Regions from separate parts of the Bos taurus genome. Here region 1 is linked to region 2. A link is a contact called in public Hi-C data. All regions are on one chromosome and are shown on one strand. Each heading gives the region's core, a stretch centred on a gene start, on an enhancer-like site or on the middle of the called end of the contact. The rest is flanking DNA. Distances are from core to core; before and after follow the strand shown. Region 1 holds the start of CDYL (chromodomain Y like). Region 2 holds the start of RPP40 (ribonuclease P/MRP subunit p40).

Region 1 (2,707 bases), core at 165-2,664, 140 kb after region 2:
AGTTCCTGGGTTGGGAAGATCCCCTGGAGGAGGAAATGGCCACCCACTCCACTATTCTTGCCTGGAGAATCCCATGTACAGAGGAGCCTGGTCGGGTTGCAGTCCACGGGGTCGCAAAGAGTGGACACGACTGAACCCAAATGACCCAAGACAGCATCGTGAATACAGTAGGGGGCAGCCAATGTGTAAAGGACTTGAACAGAATGGCACACTTTCAGTGCCAGCTAAGGTACAATGACCACGTACAATGTGGGGCAGACCACGGATTCTACGGAAGGCAGCCTCCTCCAGAGAACTTTTGCACAAAAAGTTGCTAGAAGGCCACCACGGATGGCAACACACAGCCGCATGCTGTGCCAAGGGCGGTAACGCACCGGCAAGCGAGGACACCTCGGAAGGCTCAGCCGGTTGTTATTAAGCGATCGCGGGGGGCCAAAGGAGCTCTACCCGTTACAGACGCTTCCTTACGTCCCTAAACATCCAGGTCTCTGAACGCATCGGAGGTGAACCCACCGAGTATCTACAAGTGAAGTCTCTTACGAAGCTGTATTTACAAACACGCACCCGAAAGCACAGAGTGCTCTCCAAGCGTCTGCACTCCCCAGGAAGTCGACTTTGCAACGAGTCAAGAAGTTACATCGGGGCGCACAAGACACGCCTGGAGATCCAAACCGACAACCGCACCGCTCCAAGTCGACGCTGGCAAACCCTCGGCCCAGAACTCGCGGTTCCGACGGGAGCCCCCTTCTCGAAGCTCGCACCACCGCGGCGCAAAAATGAATGACGGTTGGATCCGCGTTAGGTTTAAATTTCCTGGCTCCGGTCACAATACCAAACCTAATTAGAGCATGCGGTCAACGCTCGGCCCTCTCGGCGCGGTGTCGGGCAGCGCTCGGGCCGGCAGCAGAGTCGGGAGACAGTCGCACTCGTCCTCGCGCCCCCCCACCCCCCAACCACGCAGGCGAGAGCCCCCCACCCTGGAGCGCTCGGCCGGGCGCCCCCGCGCCCAGCCGCCGGCTCTCCGGCCCCGTCCGCGCTTCGGCCCGGCGGCCGGGACGCCCCCGGCCCGCAAACTCGGGCGCGCGCGCTTCCGTCCAGCAACCCGCGGCCGGGGCGGGGGCCGGGGGAGGGGAGCTACCTCGTACAGCTCCTCGGAGGCCATGGCGGGCGGCGGGGCGCGCGGCGCGGGGCAGGGCCGGCGAGGCGCCGAGCCGCCGGCGGCCCACACTTTGTTCCAGTCGGGTCCCTGCGTGGCCTGCGCTTCCTGCTCCGCGCGGCGCCGGGCGGGCGGGCGCTCACTCCCGCCGCTGCGGGCCGCCGGCCGGGTCGGTGCGCAGGAGCAGCTGCGCAACGCGCCCTCCGCGCCGCGCTCACTCCGCGGCGGGCCGGCTGGGGCTTGGGCTCATCGCGCCGCCGCGGGGCCGGGCCGGGCTGGGGCGGGCGCGGCGGCGGTGCACGGCGGCGCGCGGGCTCCGCGGCTCCCCCTCTCCGCGGTAGTGCAGAAAGCTTCCTACTTGCGGCCGAAAAACCTGCCCCGGCTACTGAGCATGCCCAGTGCGGCTGCCCGGCCCGGCCGAGCCGCGCTCCGGGTTTTCGGGCCGCCCGCGCGGGGGGGGCGAGGCGGGGCGGCAGGCGGGCGGGGCGGCGCGGGGAGCGGCGGGCCGCGCTGGGGCTCGGCGGCCAGGCGGGCGGGCAGGAAGGGGCGGGGCCTGAGGCGGGGCGGGGCCGCGGGCGGGGGCGGGGCCTGCTCGCCCCAGGGCCCTCCGAGGTCGGGCCGGGCCGCGCGCCCGCCTCGACGTGGGGGGCGTGGCCGCGGCGCGCGGAGGCGGGGCCTGCTCGCCCCAGGGCCCTCCGGAGGTCGGGCCGGGCCGTGCGCCCGCCTCGACGTGGGGGGCGTGGCCGCGGCGCGCGGGGGCGGGGAGAGGGCGGGGACAGCTCGCCCCAGGGACCTCCGGAGGTCGGGCTGGGCCGCGCGCCCGCCTCGACGTGGGGGCGTGGCCGCGGCGCGCGAGGGCGGGGCCTGTAGGCGGGCGTGGCCTGAGGGGGTGTGGCCTGCTCGCCCCGGGGGCCCCCGGAGGTCGGACCCGGCCGCGCGCCCGCCTCGACGTGGGGGGCGGAAGGCCGCGGCTCGCACGGGGGTGGGCACCGGCTGGCCCAAGGTTGGGCTCGGGGCCACGCCGCCCGGCGCCCGCAGCCCGCCGCCCCGACGGCAGTGGCGCGCCGAGCTCGTCCGGGCCGGGCCAGCCAGCCGAGGGCCGGCAGCGTGGCCAGGTGGAGCCCCCGCCCCTCCACGTGCCCGCCTCCCCCGCGGCCGCTGCCAAGACCCGGAGCCGGAGCGCGCGCCCGCTCGGCGGCAGGCTGGGGGGCGGGGGCGGGGGCCGGGGCGGCGCGAGGGCGCGGCCGCCTGCGCCCGGCCCGCAGCTTCCCCCGCGCCGGGCCTCCCTGTTCCTCTAGAGCGCCCGCCTCCCCAGAAGAGGAGCTGGGAGGAGGGGCCGGGCTCCGGGGAAAAGTCTGGGTTCCAAGGGAACGGGGCTGTCAGTCGTGGTTCTGCTGGGCGGGGCGGGGTGGGGACGGCGGGGACAGCTCGGTGACCGGCGATGGGCAGGCTCCCCCTGCACTCGCCGCGGGAGAGGGACATCGTGGACCGGCCCCCTGGGCACACCTGCCGGGACCCTGGATGTCTCCCCATCGTTGCGGAACGAGGAAG
Region 2 (2,700 bases), core at 150-2,649:
GGGCTCTGCAGCCCCCCAGGCTCAGGTTGTGCCTCTGGTTGGAGACCCTGTGTCTCTCGACGGTTCAGCCGTGGGAGAGATGAGACCACCAGCCACGGTGGGCAGCACTCTTCAGAGCTCCTTGTGAGTCAGCTTGTTTGCAGGCCCCCGAGTCCTCTGCACACGCGGGACAGGGTCCTGATCCCAAACTCCACCCCCTGACACCTGGAGGAAAATGGAGCTGTCCAGAGTGCTGGAATCGCTGAGCCTGGACGGAGCCCTGTCCAGCCCGAGGGGCTGTGCCCTACAGGCCCGGAGCACACAAGGGCTAGAGCCCCAGCTTCAGGAGGAGCCTGATCCAGGCCCAACAGGAGGGCGGTGGCTCCTCTGCCCTCCTCACGAGCTGGAGCGCAGACGGGGAGCGAGGCCTTCGGGCTGAACACCTGCTGTCTTCTGCAAACCCACCTTAAACTGGCACTAGCACCACTTGGGAAGCCCAGACTTGCACATACTTATCTTCTAAATTGGGCTTTCCAGGTGGCTTAGTGGTAAAGAGTCCACCTACAATTCAAGAGATGTGGGTTCGATCCCTGGGTCAGGAAGATCCCCTGGAGAAAGCAATGGCCACTCCAGTATTCTTGACTGGGAAATCCCACGGACAGAGGAGCCTGGCAGGCTACAGTCCATGGGGTCGCAAAAGAGTTGGACATGACTGAGTACTCATGCATCCATGCATCTTCTAAATTATTTAACTTCTCTTCTTCCAAATCTTATAGTAAAATTGATGCTCCAGAACGTTGTACCACAAATATTCTATTGTTGTGCCTTCTCTCTGCATAGAATTGGGCTGTGCAGATTCCAGTTTGAGAAGTGTGTAGTAGTATAGTACTTGGAGTTGGTCAGAAAGATTAGATGGAAAAACGAATTATCACTGTAACTTCCAATAGCAACAAATTATTAAAAGCGGTTCCAAAAGGCTATTTTTCTTTCTTTCTTTTTTTTTTGGTTGCGCCCACTTCTGGGATCTTCATTGCCCCAACCAGGGATTGAACCCTGGCTCCAGCACTGAATACTAACCCCTGGATGGCTAGAGAATTCCCCAAAAGGGTATTTTTAAAAGAATCTTAAAAGTGGTTCTGAAGGACTCTTAAGGAGTCCTATTGAAGGTATTAGACACAAACCTCCTTGACAGTTTGGGAAGGGGCAACCTGGGGCCCAGAGGAGGGAGTCTGGCCAGGGAATTCATTCCGGGCAGTGCACCTTTCCTATATCCGTCAGAGAGCTTCGGCTGAGGTTCCGGAGGCCTAGCCCCGCCCCCAGCGCTAGCCCCGCCCCTATCCGGGCAGCCTCCGCACGTGCGCCCTGCCGGCACTGCGCACGTCCGCGGGGAGAGGGAAGGGGCGGGGCGAGCCGAGCCTGGAGGGTCTGCGCGGGCAGAGCATGGCCACGTTGCGCCGGCTGCGAGAGGTGCCCCGGCACCTGCTGGTCTGCGAGAAGTCCAACTTCGGCCATGACAAGTCGCGCCACCGGCATCTCGTGGAGACGCACTATTACAATTACAGGGTGAGTCCTGGCCCTGGGTCCGCGAATCGCGCACCCTCCCTCCCGCGGGCGCGGGAGGCTGGGGGAGAACCGGGCTCTGCTCCGGGAGCCCGCCCTCGTCGCGCGGAGGGGCGGGGCGGGGCCCCTCGCTCGGCATGCTGGGAGTTGTAGTCTCTCCGTGGTTCCAGGCTCGTGTGTTAGCTCGCTTCAGGACCACAAGTCCCAGGGTGCACCGGTGCGGGGCGGTGCTCCGCCGTCGAGGGCGGGGCAGGGTTCACGGGGCCTCTAGTCTCTTACTGTGGCCTGGCCCCGCCCCAGGCGTGCTGCGTCCCGGGGACGGGGCCGGGAGGCGGGGCGGGGCCGGGAGGCGGGGCGGGGCCGGGAGGCGGGGCGGGGCCGGGAGACGGGGCGGGGCCGGGAGACGGGGCGGGGCCGGGAGACGGGGCGGGGCCGGGAGACGGGGCGGGGCCGGGAGACGGGGCGGGGCCGGGAGACGGGGCGGGGCCGGGAGACGGGGCGGGGCCGGGAGACGGGGCGGGGCCGGGAGACGGGGCGGGGCCGGGAGACGGGGCGGGGCCGGGAGACGGGCCGGGGCGGGGCGGCCTCTCTCCTTCCCAGCCGCTGACTTCTTGCGCCCGCGCGTGTCTCCGGAGCGGCGAGCCCAGACACGTCCGGGAGCTGCTTGCTCCTCTAAACGGCTTGCGGGGGCTAGTTTGATCCCCGAAAAGCTTTTTCTTCTGCCCGCTGCTCTCCGCCTTGTCCATCCAGAGCGCCAGGGAGGCATTTGGGCAGCTTTTGGCAGAAATTCGCCTCGGCGGCCTTGCCCGCAGCGATGTTTGCTGGTGTTCTCTGGAAGTGTCGCCCGCCCCGGGGCCCTTTTCGCGGCTGAGGCGTCAGTGGGGTTACTGACTGGACCTGCTGAGAGGAGGAGACACGCGCTGACTCCCGGGCAGTGTCTGCTGGGAAGGCTTCACCGACCCGTGCACGTGGGGAGGGCTCCAGACTAGACCTTGAAATGGAAGCGCGTGAAGCCTCACACTTTTAAGCTGATCAGCCTAATCCCAACTCAGGCCTCACTGGCCAGTGTCTCAGACACAAGTGGCGACCCCGGTTAGTGTCCCCGCTTTGGGAGAGTGGCCTTTTTCAAGGTGTGGAGCAGCCGGGCACCGCTTGAAACCT

The links. A called contact is a pair of places that touch in the nucleus more often than the background predicts.
Region 1: a contact with region 2 is called in a Hi-C map of skeletal muscle, with 8 times the contacts expected there. The contact joins the promoter of CDYL here to the promoter of RPP40 in region 2. A contact is called at or near these places in 2 of 11 Hi-C or Micro-C datasets (liver and skeletal muscle).

What each region holds. Positions count from the first base shown.
Region 1 is chr23:49,682,323-49,685,029 of ARS-UCD2.0, forward strand. CDYL (chromodomain Y like) reads right to left here and starts at 1,415. Exons shown (of 7, transcript NM_001102223.2): 1 at 1,139-1,415. The coding sequence starts at 1,162.
Region 2 is chr23:49,544,634-49,547,333 of ARS-UCD2.0, forward strand. RPP40 (ribonuclease P/MRP subunit p40) reads left to right here and starts at 1,400. Exons shown (of 8, transcript NM_001105402.2): 1 at 1,400-1,542. The coding sequence starts at 1,420.